Regions from separate parts of the Mus musculus genome. Here region 2 is linked to region 1. The links are chromatin contacts, called in public Hi-C maps. All regions are on one chromosome and are shown on one strand. Each heading gives the region's core, a stretch centred on a gene start, on an enhancer-like site or on the middle of the called end of the contact. The rest is flanking DNA. Distances are from core to core; before and after follow the strand shown.

Region 1 (7,323 bases), core at 2,280-4,779:
AAATAATGAAACTTGCTATTGAAATATGAACAAGAGGGAAGAAAGATGACTGCTGTTTGTGGATAGGAGCTGCTCTTAGGGCCAGTGCAAGTCTAGTTATTTTCTGGCAGGTATGACCCTGAATTTTAGGTTAATACTGATGTCAGTGCCTGGGCTCCCATGCATCTCTCTTTTGATACACACCCCAACTGATGGAAAGCACAGCTGTTTGCCTCTGTGTGTGTGTGTGTGTGTGTGTGTGTGTGTATACTCGAGTATGCATGTGTATGTGGGGCAGCACACAGGTGTGTGGGGGCCAGAGGTCAACCTGAGTGTCATTGCTCAGGAGCCTTCCACCTTGTATTTTGAGACAAGGTCTCTTGCTAGGACCTTTAGCTCACCAATTAGACTAGGCTGGTGCCAGCAAGCCCTGGAGATTCGCTCATCTCTATCTCCACTCCCCCTAATCCTCCACCCATGTGCTGGGTGGGACTAAAGTGTGGATCACTGCAATCGGCTTTTTCTTATGTGGGCTCTGGAGGTCAAACTCAAGTCCTCCACTTTACTGACTGAGCTATTCTATCACCCCTTCTTTACTTTTTTGAGCCAGGGTTTCATGTAGCCCAGGTTGGCCTCAAAATCACTCTCTAGTGAGGAAGACATTCAACTTCTGGTTTTCACGACTCCCTGTCCTGAGTTCTGGGATGTAGCCCCACATCTCCTTTCAACTCTCCTGGGGACTTAGCTTTGTGTGTGATAGGCTACCCTCTGCCTACTGAGCTAAGGTTCATTCCCAGGCTGGAAATAGAATTTTGAATCAAAGAAGTATGAGCCTTATTGTCTTAGAGTGGAAGATAAGGAGCCTGGGCTGGGGGAGAGTGGACCTGAGAGGTGGGGGTGGGAGCATTTAGCAATCCTGGATCTCTTCCTGGACTCTCAGCCCGAGGCAACCTCGGAACACAAAACCCTGTGTGGATTCTAGGTACTTTCTGCTCTTGGGTGTGTGATTATCAGAAAGGGAGATTTGGGTGATGGTTAACAGAGATAAGGAATGACAAACATGTGACCCTGACTGAAATGGGATTTGAGTGCTGGTGACGATTACAGACGGTGCTGGCCCACCCTACTCAAGACCCGGATTCCATCCCTAGTACCTCAGAGAACCGCCTGTGATGGCACACATTTGTAATCCCCACAGTCAAGGGGTGGAGGCTAGAGGATCAGAAACTCAAGGTCAGGCTCAGTTCCATAGGGGATTTGGGGCTAGCCTGGGATACATGAGACCCAGCCAGAAGAAAGAAGAAAGAAAAGGAAAAAATGGCATGTCAACTGGATGACTGCCCCAATCTTAGTTCTACAGAGGCAGAAGCATCAAGACCAAGAATCCAGAGCCAGCCTGGACTACATGAGACTCTGTCTCAAAGCAACCCCTTCTCATCAAATCATACACAAACAACAACAACATCAACAATGGCACTAAATTAACTGAGTCTGTAGTTTCAGCTCCCCTCAGCCTAAAAAGGCATTTTTAATTCTACCTACCTTCCTAGGCTATGAAGGCCACAGTTTTTTTCTGTGTTCATGCATCATCTTTTACATTTATTTTTATTTATTTATTTATTTATTACAAGTGTGTATCATGTGTGTATGTCTCCCTAGCACATGTCACAGCACATGTAATGGAGCTCAGAGGACTGTATGTAGGAGTCCTGTCTCTCTTACTACATGAGTCCCAGGGATTAAACTCGGGTTGTCAGACTTAGCAACAAGCTCCTTTAGCCCCTGAGCCATCTCTGCATCCCCCAGTCATCCTCTCAAGAGGAAGGAAAGCATTTGCATTCACAACTTGCCCTCTTCCCAGGACACCTCCCACCTCCTGAAGTCTGGGCTTTGATTCTGACCCTGACACTCACTCCTGGTCTGTAACCTAGCTTTCTAAGCAAGGCTATGGGGACAACAGCAGGGCCAGTTTGTGGCACACACAGAGAGAAATGGCCCTAGTGATAAGAAGCATGGTCATTGTGGTCTGGGGCAGCAGGGAGTGTGGATCTTCCTCTCTCAGGGGATCTCAGGCCTACTGCTGGGGCTCACTTTGCCTGGATCTCACTGAGAGCTGTCTGAGGAGGTGGCCTCTGGCCACGGCTGCTGGCTTCCTCGCCAGCCTTGTCCTCCTCTTTCTCCTCCCCGGCTCTTTCTCCTGTGTCCCTAACCTGCCTGTTATTCTCTGGTTTCTAGGACAATGACACCAGGGAAATTCCCAGCTCCTCATACACTGGCCCTGCCAGGCCCCTCCCACGGTCTCGAGGAGTCCTGGGTCTTTCCTTCTCTGGCTTCTCTCCCTCTGGCCCGCCTGACTCCAAATCAGAGTATCAAGCTGGCTCCAAACTGGGATCCTAGCTTGCTCCTCATCATCTTCCTGGAAGTGGGAAGAGATTAGTCCCTAAGGGAGGCAGACCCATAGGACCAGAACATTGCCCAATCCTGGGAAGCCCTACCAGGCCCCAATAGCATTTCTCTCTCAATCTACCCCATACCTTCTCATGTCTTCTAGAATCTCGCCACATTCCTCCCTCATTCTGCAGTCCAGAGGTCACTGTCAAAAGTCAGACCCAGCCTCTGGCCCTTACCTCCCCCAGCCAGGGACTTCCCTAGGCTGGCCCTCTGACCAGCTTCGGAAAAACTGGACTGCTTATTATCAAAAAAAGAAGTCCCCACCATCTGCCAGCCCTTGGCCCCACTCCCAGGGCCTCAAGTTCTCGGTGAAAGGTTCACCCTCAGAAGGAGCCAGTGGGCCTCAGAGCAAAGAAGTCTGGAGACAGGGGAGGGGTTCCTTCATTCCAGTGCTGAGGAGGGGCTCAACAGCTATTGTGTCCCCCAGGGAGCAAGATGGGTTTCCACCAACCTTCCTTGTTTGGGTTTAGACTTCCAAACTGCCCAGCTCATCCCACACCATCCCCCTCAAAATTCACATTCACACAGAGACAGACACCCAGACCATCCACAAACATAAACACTCCCATGGACCGATATATGTACCTGCTCCTGGGAGCCTGACACAAATGCAAACATGTCCTCTCACACACAAGAAAATATGGGAACAAGAAAGAGAAAAGTCCCCTTCACCCCTCAGAGAGAGGGATAGTACAGAAAAAGAGAAAGTCTCTCTTTCCTTCCCTTTGGAAAAGTTGCAGACATTCGGAGAGAAGATTGGTCAGAACAAGTACGAGGGAGAGAGACAGAGGTCAGAGGGCAAAGGAGGCTCAGGGAAGAACAGAGACACAGAATTCAAGGCCCTAGGTGGGCCCACCAAGCTAGGCTGGGGAGCAAAAGACCCCAGCTGGCAGAGAAGAGGAGGCCAAGCAGTTACTGACACACAGCTGGGAAGGTCTGGTGGCCTTGACATTACCGTGTGACGCTCCTGGAATCTGCCTTGTCACACCTACCTTCAGCCCAGGTCACTCATCCGAGAATGCACGAGGTGATCTGAAGATGTGCCCAGTGAGTGCGGCCATGCCTCCCTGTGTCCCTGTGAAGGTTGCTGGGCTTTCTGAGCTTCTGCAGGAAGGAGGGCTGGGCGGAGCTGACTCTGAGGCAGGAGGGGAATTCCCCCATGATGGAGAAGCCAGCCACCAGGCAGCCCCACAAGGCCGAGCTGAGGCCCCATCCCGCCTCTGGCAGAGCAGAGGGCCCTTTGCCAGCCTCCACCTGTTGCTCCCCAGGCTGCCTGTCACTTGTGGTAGATTCCAGGAAGGGGAGGGGGCTCTGGAGAAGAGCTGAGAGCCTGCTGGCTCCTGAGCTGGGCTGGGAATCAAGCAAAGGCAGGTACAAGGACACAGGCCACCTGGGCTGCCCTGCTGGGATGGCCTGGAGATATATGTTTCCTCTTTTGTTCAAAGTGGGGGATTCCAGTGTGCGTGGCCTTGGGGAAATCTCCAGGCATCCTGCTCACGTCCTCCTGTCTTGTTCCTGCCTCATCTGCTCCCAAGCATCCTCTCCAGAGGAGGAAAAGTTTCTCATTCTTCCCCAGATGCTGAGTCTTGCTGAGTCTCACTTGGATGTCCAGCCACACTTGGAAACCCTTGGCCCGTTCTGAACCTGCCAGCTGCAGTCTGAGCATGCCACTTCCTCCTGAGCTTTGTGTGATGGTTATTCTCTATGATCAACTTCACTGGATTTAGAAGTCTCGAGGAGATACACCTGGGGTGTGCCTGTAAGGCCTTTTCCAGAGAGGTTTTCCAAAAGAGGGAAGACCCACCTTGAATGTGGACAGCACTGTCCGGGGAGGCTGGGGTTCCAGACTGAATGAAAAGTGGGGATCAGGAGAGGGTTGTTCAAGCACTGTTTTCTGCTTTCTCTGCTCTTCCTGATCCACTAGATGTGAGCGAGCCCCCGGATGCACTTGCCACCACAGCTTAGAGCCACTCCCACACTGCCAGGCCTTCCTACCAGAGTGGACTGTATCACCTCAAACTGGGAGCCAACATAAACCCCTCCTCTAAGATGCTGCTTGTCAGTCTTTTGTCACAACAAATGACTGCTCACACATGCACGTGTCACTGACCCCCATCTCACTCACTGTCACACCCACTGCAAAGTGGGAAACTGAGTCTTGCTCTGTCTGCTTTCTGCAACTGTACCAGAAGCCAAAAGATGCTTTGTCGACACCCCTTGTAAACCACTGACTACATATATAAAGTTACCCACTGCCATTCACTACCTGCCACAAAAATGTCTGAGGAGATAGGAAGAGGCCACCTGGGTGAGAGAGGCTTTCTTGATTATCCCTAGTTCAGGACTGTCCTATCCAACTGAGTGACCATTATCCACATATGGTGGATCAAATGTAAATTAACTAAACCTAAATAAAAGCAATAATTGAGGAAATGAGGAAATAGCTCAGTGGGTAAAGTGCTCACTGATTTTGAGCCCCAGCACCCAAATTTAAAAGTCTGGTGTAGATACACACAGGCCAGTGCTGGGGAGGCAGAGACAGGATATCTGGGATCTGTGGGTCAGCCAGTCTAGCTAAACTGATGAGCCGGAGGCAGTGAGAGAACCTGTCATAAAAAACAAGATGGTTGTCACCTAAGGAGTAACACCTGAGGTTCACTGCTGGGCTTCACGTATATGTACACACATATGCACATGTCCTACACACTCACACTCACACACACATACACACACACACACACACACACACACACACACACACACACACTCAGTTCCTTAATAGCATTAGGCACCTTTCATTGTGATGTATAGCCAGGATGACAGCTGTTCCTACATGTGACTTGAGGTTACAGGTGTGTACTACTATGCATGTGGCTTTGAGCCCTTGAAGAGTGGTCAGTGCCATGAGGAAGATGGTATGGTGTAGAAAAGAGTGCTAGACTGGGAGTCAGGAAACCCCTAACTAAATTCACTTAGAAGTCATTTCTCCTGTCTGGTCTTCAGTTTCTGAATACCACATGGGCCTACAAGTCTGTCCATTCCCTGCACCATTGCAGAGGGTGTTGTTGGATGGCACTGTTCTGGAGGCTGTGGCATATGATCAGATAGTTACAGCAAACACTGGAAAAGATGTGTTTTGTCAGGAAAAATATTGCAGGGAGCTGTAGGTACCAGGGCAGATGTCTAGTTGGGATTTGGGAGCCTGGGCAGCCTTCCTGCAGGAAGTGACTTCTCAGCTGAGACCTGAAAAAAATCAAGGAAGAACACAAAAAAGGATGTTCACCACAAAGGGAATAGACTCTGTACTGAGAAGTGTCTGCACAAAATACTGGCAACCACTCGTCCCAAGTGTGACATGGAGTTTGAAGAAGGGAGAACTAAAGATATAGGCACACATCTTGCACACAGCCCATGGCGAAGGCCGGGCACACGGAAGGGGAGCTGGGGCAGAGTTTGCTGAATTCTTTTCTCAGTGGCTTCTGTGCGCTTGAGGTCGGGATTGCCCAGGGAAGGATGGGAGAGCCTCTGACTATTGCATCACTTCACTTCCATTGCAGCAGGAAGTGAAGGCCAGACAGAGGAAGTGACTTCTCCCTGAGTAACTTGGGGCCTTCCAGACTCTTAGTCCAGTGCTCAATCCCACATCATACTCTCTTCCTCAAGGCACTGGGCACTGTCAAGAACAGGGCTGGGTGGTGCGAATCTGTAAACCCAGCATGGGGGAGGCTGAGGCAGAAGTGAGTTTGAGGTCAGTCTGGCTACATAGTGAGATCCTATCTCAAAAAATAAACAAGGGAGCTGGAGAGATAGCTCAGCAGTTAAGAGTACAGCCTGCTCTTCCAGAGGTCCTGAGTTCAAATTCCAGCAACCACATGGTGGCTCACAACCATCTGTAATGAGATCTGATGCCCTCTTCTGGTGTGTCTGAAGACAACTACAGTGTACTTATTTATAATAATAAATAAATCTTTAAAAAATAAATAAACAAAGGGACGAGAGAAGGCTCAGCAGTTAGAGCATCCATTGCTGTTGTAGAAGACAAGAGCTTAGTTCCCATCTTCCTTGTTGGTGGAAGCTTACAATTGTGTGTAACTCCAGCCCTGTGCAGATTCGACAGCCCTGGCCTCCAAAGACATGTGTGAACATGTATGAATGCAAACACACATGCACACGCGCACACACATTTAAAAATAAAGTAAAATCTTTTTTAAAAAATCAAACAGGGGGCTGGTGAGATGGCTCAGTGGGTAAGAGCACTCGACTGCTCTTCCGAAGGTCCGGAGTTCAAATCCCAGCAACCACATGGTGGCTCACAACCATCTGTAACGAGAGCTGACGCCCTCTTCTGGAGCGTCTGAAGACAGCTACAGTGTACTTACATATAATGAATAAATAAATCTTTAAAACAAACAAACAAACAAAGAGCAACAACAACAACAACAAAAATCCCCTCAAAACAGCAACAAGAAGGTTCACATAGAAGCAGCTACTATAATAGGCTGTCCAGATAATTTTAACATCCCAAGAAGTCCGGCCAGAGAACAGTAGATTTCCCTGGGCATAGAACTTCTCATCAACAGGGAATAAAAACATGTGTCACCTGGCCTCAGTGTTCTGGTAAGACACGGCCACATAATGAGGAACCTGAGCCTGCCTATCAAGTGTCTATCCAGGAAAGGACTGGGAAGTTCAAGGAGCTGAACCAGCCTGGGCTCTTGGCTTGCACTGTGGGGGAGATTAGTATAGTCCCTCAGTGCTGACATGCCGGTCAGCTCCCCAATCTCTACCCACACCGCTTCCCTCTTTCCAGCCTGAATTGCCCCGCCCCTTTCAGGCTGTGCTTGGGTTGAGGATCAGAAGAGCTGAGTTTGAATCCTGGCTTTGACATGTGGC
Region 2 (7,323 bases), core at 3,549-6,048, 78 kb before region 1:
CCAGCTCCAAGGGATTCAATACCCTCTTAGGCAGGCACCCAAAGGCATCATAAAAGACAGACAGACAGACACACAGACAGACACACACACACACACACACACAAGAATAAAAATTAAAACCTTAAAAGAGAGAAACTTGTATTGGCAGGCTTAAAGCCCCAGCTACCAAGAAGGCTGGGGCAGGAGCACAAGTTCAAAGCCCGCTTGGGCAAAAATGATGAAGATATCGTTGAGTGATAGAGGGATTGTCTAGCATGTATGAGGCTTGGAGGAACAAACGATGATAGGGAGGAAGGGAGTGAGGGAAGGAAGGAAGGAAAAAAGGAGACAAAAAGGGAGGGGTGATGACTAGGTTGTTGTGGCAAAATATTAGAATCTTTTTTTTTTCTTGAGATAGGATCTCATGTAGCCAAGGCTGGTTTGAACTTATTATATAGATGACCTGTGACTTCTACTCCTCCTGCCTCCACTTTCCAAGTACTAGAACTGCAGGTGTTGTGGTACCTCACTTGGCTCATGTCTTGTTGGGCAAGGCATGACAACTTTGGCAAACATGGACAAAGACAACTTTAAACACTCTGAGCAAGCATGGAGCTGACTGAGCGATATACCATTCAGAACTCACATCTTAATATGGATTTCCCAGGCCCACAAAAGATTGTGGCTGTGGACACAGAGCAAGGACAGACTTCGGGGGTCAGTGTGCCTAGGCAGGGGAGGAGTCTGAGGAAACAGTACTCCCAGGTCTGGTGGCACAGGCTGAGCACAGCAGGAAAACCAGGCAAACAAGAGCATTCCTCTGTATTTTGTTTGCAACTGAAGTAAATGACATCATGGGTGCTGTAAAAGATTAATCTGGTGCACTGTGTCATGGAACAGAGGCACCAGTTAGGGGGTTGTTAAAATAATCCTAGCCAAAGATAACTACAAAAGCAACGGAAGCCAAAGGGCATTGCTAGGACAAGCTTCCCCAGGGTCCCGAATCTCATTAGCTGTCAGGGAAGACAGAAGAGATGCCTGTGACTAAGGTCTCCCTGATAGGCAGCCAAGAGGATGTGAGTTAGACTCACTCACAGTGGCAGGACAGACACAGGCAGCTGGTAGTTTAGGCATGGTACCTGAACCACAAGATAAATGACCCAGGGAACTAGCCAGGTAAAACTTTTACTGAAGACTCATCAGGGGGGCTGAAGAAATGGCTCCCTGGTTAAGAGCACTGAGTGCTCGAGTTTCAAAGATCCTGAGTTCAAATCCCAGCAACCACATGGTGGCTCACAACCATCTGTAATGAGATCTGACGCCCTCTTCTGGTGTGTTGAAGAGAGCTACAGTGTAGTAATAAATAAATCTCTTTTTTTTCCATTTTTTATTAGGTATTTAGCTCATTTACATTCCCAATGCTATACCAAAAGTCCCCCATACCCACCCACCCCCAGTAATAAATAAATCTTAAAAAAAAAAAAAAACCTCATCAGGAAGCTGGGCGTGGTGGTACAGGCCTTTGATTTCTGAGTTCTAGGACAGCTTGGTTTAACAGAGCAAGCTCTAGAACAGCCAGGCTACACAGAGAAACCCTGTCTCAAAAAAAAAAAAAAAAAAAAAAAAAATCAGATTCAGCCAGGAGAGCCAGGCATATATCTGCTCTACCAGCTCCTGAGACACAGAGGCAGGACGTTAAAGAATTAAAGATCATCCTTAGCAGCACTATGAGTTCAAGGCTAGCCTGGGCTATAAGAGATGCTATTCCATATTGGTGGTGCACACCTTTAATCCCAGCACTCAGGAGGTAGAAGCAGGTAGACTTCTATGCGTTCAGCTTGGTCTACTGAGTTCCACGTTAGCCAGGGCTATAATGGTGAGACCCTGCCTCAAAAGAAAACCATAACCAGACAGGTTCAGCAAGGGGAACCAGGCATGGTGGTACAAGCTTGTAACCTCAGCGCTTGGAAGGCAGAGGCAGGAGGATGACAGGCCCACAGCCACCCCGTGCTTTAGCATTCTCCTTTCAAAACGGAACAAACAAAAACAAATGAAACCAAAACAACACAAATAAAGAAAAGATAAATAAGGTTATGTGCAGGCCTCTGTGAACTGCTATCCTGCCACTGGGTTTCTATCTTCAAGATACAAAATCAGTGGGCAGGGAAGATGGGTCAGGCCAAGCCTGAGGACCTGAGTTTAGTATGTGGCACCCTTGGTGGAAGGAAGAACTGAGTTTCACAAGTGGTCCTCAGATCTCAGATGTGGCAAATGTACACGTATACACACACACACACACACACACACACACACACACACACACACACACAGAGATAGGTTTTTTTTTGTTGTTGTTTTTTTTTTAAAGATGAGGTTTGATAGAATGTAGAAAGAATGGAAAAGACAGAGGCCTATTCCAAGTGTAAATGCATCGAGAAGTCTCTGGAATGTGGGGGGTGGGGTGGGGGAACCACAACACTCCTGCAGAGACACTGGCCAGCCAGCAGGATGAGTGCTTCGAAAGGCTGGCTTTCAGCACCTTTCAATTATGGCGCAATGCCTGTGTCCTTGGGAGGTCATGTCTCACCACGGAATTAGAGACGCTGTTTGTGCTGTTCTTTTCCCAAGTGGTAAATATCCTGATTTTCCGTCTAATTCTCGGGTTTAGACATGCCCTCCCTTTCCCAGAAATTCACTCCCCAGAGTTTTCCCCTGTGGTTTCCCACGTCCTCCCATTTCACCCTTCCAGTTCCAGCAATCTGCCATCCCTGTTCAAAACAATTCTTAGCCCAGCTCCCCTCTTTTTCTTCTTACTATGCAGCCCAGGCTGTGCTTGAATTTACTATTACAATGCCTCTGCCTCCTGAGCCTCAGGTTACAGGCCTGAGCCACCAAGTCTGCCTTCCAATCACTGTTTAAAAACCAATAAATCATTTTTGTCGTTATTGTTTGGTTTTGTGTTTGATTTTTCGAGACAGGGTTTCTCTGTGTAGCCCTGGCTGTCCTGGAACTGGATATTTAGAACCAGGCTGGCCTTGAACTCAGAGATCCTCCTGCCTCTGTCTCCCTAGAGCAGGTGAGTACCACTATCCATTTTTATCAGGTTCTGAGGATCAAACCCAGGGTCTTATGCATGCACTGTACCAACCGAGTCACATCCCCAGTGGCAATCCCAGTACAAACACAGACAGCTATCCTGGAGTCTCTGGTCTTTGATATTAAAGACCATGTGTCAGGTGAAACTTTGATCAAACAAATCCACTTCATGCTTTTTTGGTTTTGTTTTGTCAGCCTGCCTTTCTCTATAGCAGTGTCAACCATGTGCCTTTAAAGTTGGTAGGTTCCTTGGGAGCACTTTTACGCGGTTTCTCAAAGGATATCCAGCATGGATCTGCCAAATCTCAACTGTTCAGCAGAGGTACCGGGTTTCATGTCAATCCCGGCATCTCAGGGAATCCTCCAGGCACAGGAGCACAAGCGTGTAACGGAGAAGCTTGGTGTGGTGGCCTTGAGGTCACACAAAGCCATAAGGTAAGGACAAAAAGGACACACTACGTGGCAACGCACTCATCTCCTAAGTGATTCTGTCCTGAGTGATTGGCTATGGGGAGAAGTAAGTGATCGGCTGAACCAGACAGGACTCAGGTCCTGTGCTCTGTGTGTGTGTGTGTGTGTGTGTGGTGTTATACATTTGCGCCGAGCTGTGTGAAAGTCAGAAGACAACCTCAAGTGCTACTTTCCAAGTGTAGTTCACCTTCTTTTTCTTTTAAACAATTTTATATATATGTATTTTTTTTTTTTGGAGGGGAGTGCCCTGATCCATGTACACGAGACCATAATGCAGGTCAGAAGACTATGTCCACAAGTCAGTTCTCTCCTTTCGACATACAGGTTGGGAATCAAGCTCTCCTCAGATCTGTGGCAACGAGTGCCTTTACCCACTGAGCTGTCTTGCCAGCCCTCCCTTGTTTTGAAGCAAGGCCTAGATGAACTCTTCAAGATGGCTGGGCTGATGGTCAGTGAGCCCCAGGGATCTGCCTGTCTCTGCCTCTTCAGTGTTGGGACTGCAGATGTGGGCCACACACCCGTCTTTTTTTTTTTTTTTTTTTTTCATTTTGTGTGCATGCAAGTGCCTGGTGCCTACCAAACACAGAAGAGGGCATTGAGGATCCCCTGGAGCTGGAGTTAGAGACAGTTTGAGTTGCCCTGTGTGTACTGGGAACTGAACCTAGATTCTCTGCAAAAACAGGAACAGGAAGTGTTCTTAACTGCTGAGACATCTCTACAACCCCCACCCCCAGCTTTTAGAGAGAGAGAGAGAGTGAGAGAGAGAGAACGAGAGCACTCTAGGGATTGAACTCTGGTCTTCAAGCTTGCAAGACAAGCACTTTTCAGGCGCTAGCTCTTCCTGCCTCCCTCCAAGTGCTTTTGAAATCTCTCTTCTCATTTGATGTCACTATAGTGCTCTAATCATGGGGCTATTTGACCAAATAAAGAGGTAAGTCAACGTAATAGCCTTCAAGGGGCCACCTCTGACTCTTGAGGGCCTCCAGGGTTTGGGAAGCCCTAAGCAAGGCTGCAAGAGGAGCGGACGGAGGGCACTCTCCCCAAAGCCCTTTCAAGCCAGGTCTTTGAGCACCATAGGCTCCCAGCAGCCAGCCCTCCCAGTTTGTAAATTCTTGACCAGGAACCTCCTGTTCTCTCAAATTGCTCAAGTGGTGGAGGGGCCAATTTCCTGCGGTTTAATAAACAGGCTGTTTATAGCCAGGAGCAGTCACGGGGCAGCAACCAGCAGGGACAGGCCAGGAGGTCATGCTGCTCCTGGAGTCAGGCTCTTCATAAACACCCGCCCCTTCTCCAGTGAGCCTCCTGGGAGGGGACAGCTCTGAACACACGGCCCTTGCTGGGCAGAGCACCAAGAACCACACGTTTTCCTTCTTTTTACAATGTCTGCCTCTCTCCCTCTCCACTCTCCTGCCCATCCCCCTCCCTGCACCCCCTATCTTCTCTAGTGGACAAGGATGCCTTTCCAGAGGACCTGCACCTGGTACCTCTGAGTGGGCAATTGATCTTTCTGAGCTTCAGTTTTCTTGGTTCTCCTATTATCCTTCACCCTAACCTTCCCTCTAAGGAGAAATCCTTTCCCTTCCCTGCCTGTCTTCTCCAAACTTGTCCCCATTGCCACTGCTGGCCATGTTAAGCTGATTGCCCTTTTACTGCCTTGGGGGATGGACCAAAAAGCCAGGCTTCAAGCTCAAGACAACTGATTCTGATGGGGTCAGGCTGGCCTTGGCACGTTCCCACAAGGCCATGCCCTAGGGCTCTCTGCTTTTTAATAAACTGATCCTATCATCTGGAGGGTAGGTTGGGGTGGAGGAACAGTGTAGAACAGGAGGGCATAGATACTTTGCTTGTTGGCTTCTTCTGGACTTCTGTCTGGCTCTTCCATTGCCTTAACGGTAAGAAACTACCATGTGAATGGCAGGCAAGTCCCCTCCGTTGTCTGGACTACAAATGCAGGGCACAAAGTGAGCTCTCCAAGATGGAAGCCTGTTCTTCTTCTGTTATGATATAGTAGCTGAGGACTCCATCTTAGAGGGCTGAGGCCAGCCCTGTGAGCAACCTGAGGCTGATAAGACAATACAAAACACCGGCCTAGGATGTTGTCCCATGCCAGCAGAACTGAAGGTCCCCAGGAGCAGATGTAGCCTTTAAAAAGTTGCAGTCTTAAATCCATCCAAGGAGATTGTGGTTAGTTGCAGCTTTAATAAAATTTGGCTAATTAAAACTTGATAAGAGTTCAGGTGGTCTCTCCCGGTGGTCTCAAAGTCTGCAACAATGAAGAAGCACTCTAACCAAAAGCAAATTAAAGAAAGAAATGGTTTGTTTGTCTGATACTTCAGTTGATGATCCAACAATGAGTGATGTCAGGGTAAGAACTCAAGCAGGAACTTGAAGCAGAAATCAAGGAGGAAGGCTGCTTGATGCTTCACCCTGAGGGTCTAACTAACTTTCTTATACAACCCAGGCCCTCCTGCCTAAGGGTGGTGCTGCCCACAGTGAGCTGGGCTCTCCTGCATCAAAGATTAAGACAATCCTCCACAGGTATGGCCACAGGCCAATTTGATCTAGAAAATTCTTCAACTGAGGCTCCTTCTCAGATCAGTTATCTCAGTCTGTGTCAACTTGATGGACAGTTAAAGCTAACTAGGACAGATCCCATCTCCATTACCGAGAAGCCAGGTTTACTGAACCTCTCTATGCCTGCTTCCTTCATTGTAAATCAGCACCCAGCACTTAGGAGGTACAGTCAGGCAGAGTTTTGTGAGTTCAAGACTAGCACGGGTTATATAATAAGCACCAGGCTAGGCAGGGCTACATTAGGGACACTGTCACAAACAAATAAATATCCCCAAATTCTCCCCTTCCCCCAAAAAATGAGGACTGGAGAGATGGCTTAGTAGTTAAGAGCACTGGCTACCTTTTTCAAAAGGCTTGGAACCTCTCTAGAATGTTTGGTAAAGCCTTGACTTATGACTTTCTTTGGTCTATAACTAATGAACTCTCATGAAACTACTACTAAGGAGGGACATGTTACTTAGGGCAACTTGAATCTTAGCCAGAGCCATTCATATTGGCATAAGAATAAATTCTATCTTATTCTTGTTGAGCTGATAATTGTTTTGTGTCCACATAAAAACCATCATGGGCACTTATTTAGAGGCAGGGTCTTAGGTAGCTTAGGATAATACCTCCAATTTGAAGTGTAGCTGAGTGTGACCTTGAACTGCTGATCCACCTGTTTCTGCTAGAATAACAGGCAATGTGCCACCGTACTTGGTTTATATCATGCTTGGGATCAAACACAGGCTTTGTGCATGTCAGGCAAGCATCCTACCAACTGAACTACATCCTCAGCCCCGTCACCGTCATCTTGACCAGTCATAACCATGTAAATTGGAGGGACTGTATCCCACGTCCAGAGCCAAATCCTTCCTTGTGTTAGTTCTCGCTCAACACTGTGACAAAATACCTGGGAAACAGCTGTCTTAGTCACTGTTCCACTGCTGTGAAGAGACACCACGACCAAGGCAACTCTTAGGAAAGGAAGCATTTCATGGAGGCTTGCTTACAGTTTTGGAGACTGATCCCTTATCATTATGGCTGGAAGCAAGGTGGAAGGCCTGCAGGCATGGTGCTGAAGTAACTAAGAGTTACACCCTGATTGCAGGCAGAGAGAGAGAGAGAGAGAGAGAGAGAGAGAGAGAGAGAGAGAGAGAGAGAGACTAGGCTTGTCATCATGTTTTATTTTTTTAAAGATTTACGTATTTTATGTATATGAGT

Evidence for each region. Hi-C and Micro-C count contacts between places; a contact is called where the count stands out from the background.
Region 2: a Hi-C map of bone marrow-derived macrophages shows a contact between it and region 1, with 67 read pairs. The contact joins the enhancer-like site here to the promoter of Tnip1 in region 1. A contact is called at or near these places in 5 of 39 promoter capture datasets (3T3-L1-derived adipocytes, the C10 cell line, the HPC-7 cell line and 2 more), 1 of 15 datasets of contacts at CTCF or cohesin (CD8 T cells), 25 of 484 Hi-C or Micro-C datasets (the C2C12 cell line, CD8 T cells, ECoMG-derived neutrophils and 20 more), 17 of 115 datasets of contacts at active chromatin or transcription factors (the HPC-7 cell line, the SCID.adh cell line, bone marrow-derived dendritic cells and 10 more) and 4 of 9 other capture datasets (adipose tissue, liver, macrophages and 1 more).

The regions. Positions count from the first base shown.
Region 1 is chr11:54,959,411-54,966,733 of GRCm38.p6, forward strand. It overlaps Tnip1 (TNFAIP3 interacting protein 1), which reads right to left and starts at 3,530. Exons shown (of 19, transcript NM_001199275.2): 1 at 3,423-3,530.
Region 2 is chr11:54,880,348-54,887,670 of GRCm38.p6, forward strand. No RefSeq gene overlaps it. Among named protein-coding and RNA genes, the nearest start is that of Hint1, 18 kb to the left of the region's middle. RefSeq lists an enhancer at 1-3,810. Within about 2 kb of position 4,799, at least 114 of the 459 cell types and tissues checked have an H3K27ac peak or open chromatin away from gene starts, as enhancers often do. A contact at or near this core is called in ECoMG-derived neutrophils, the HPC-7 cell line, the SCID.adh cell line and 13 more, where this site is marked.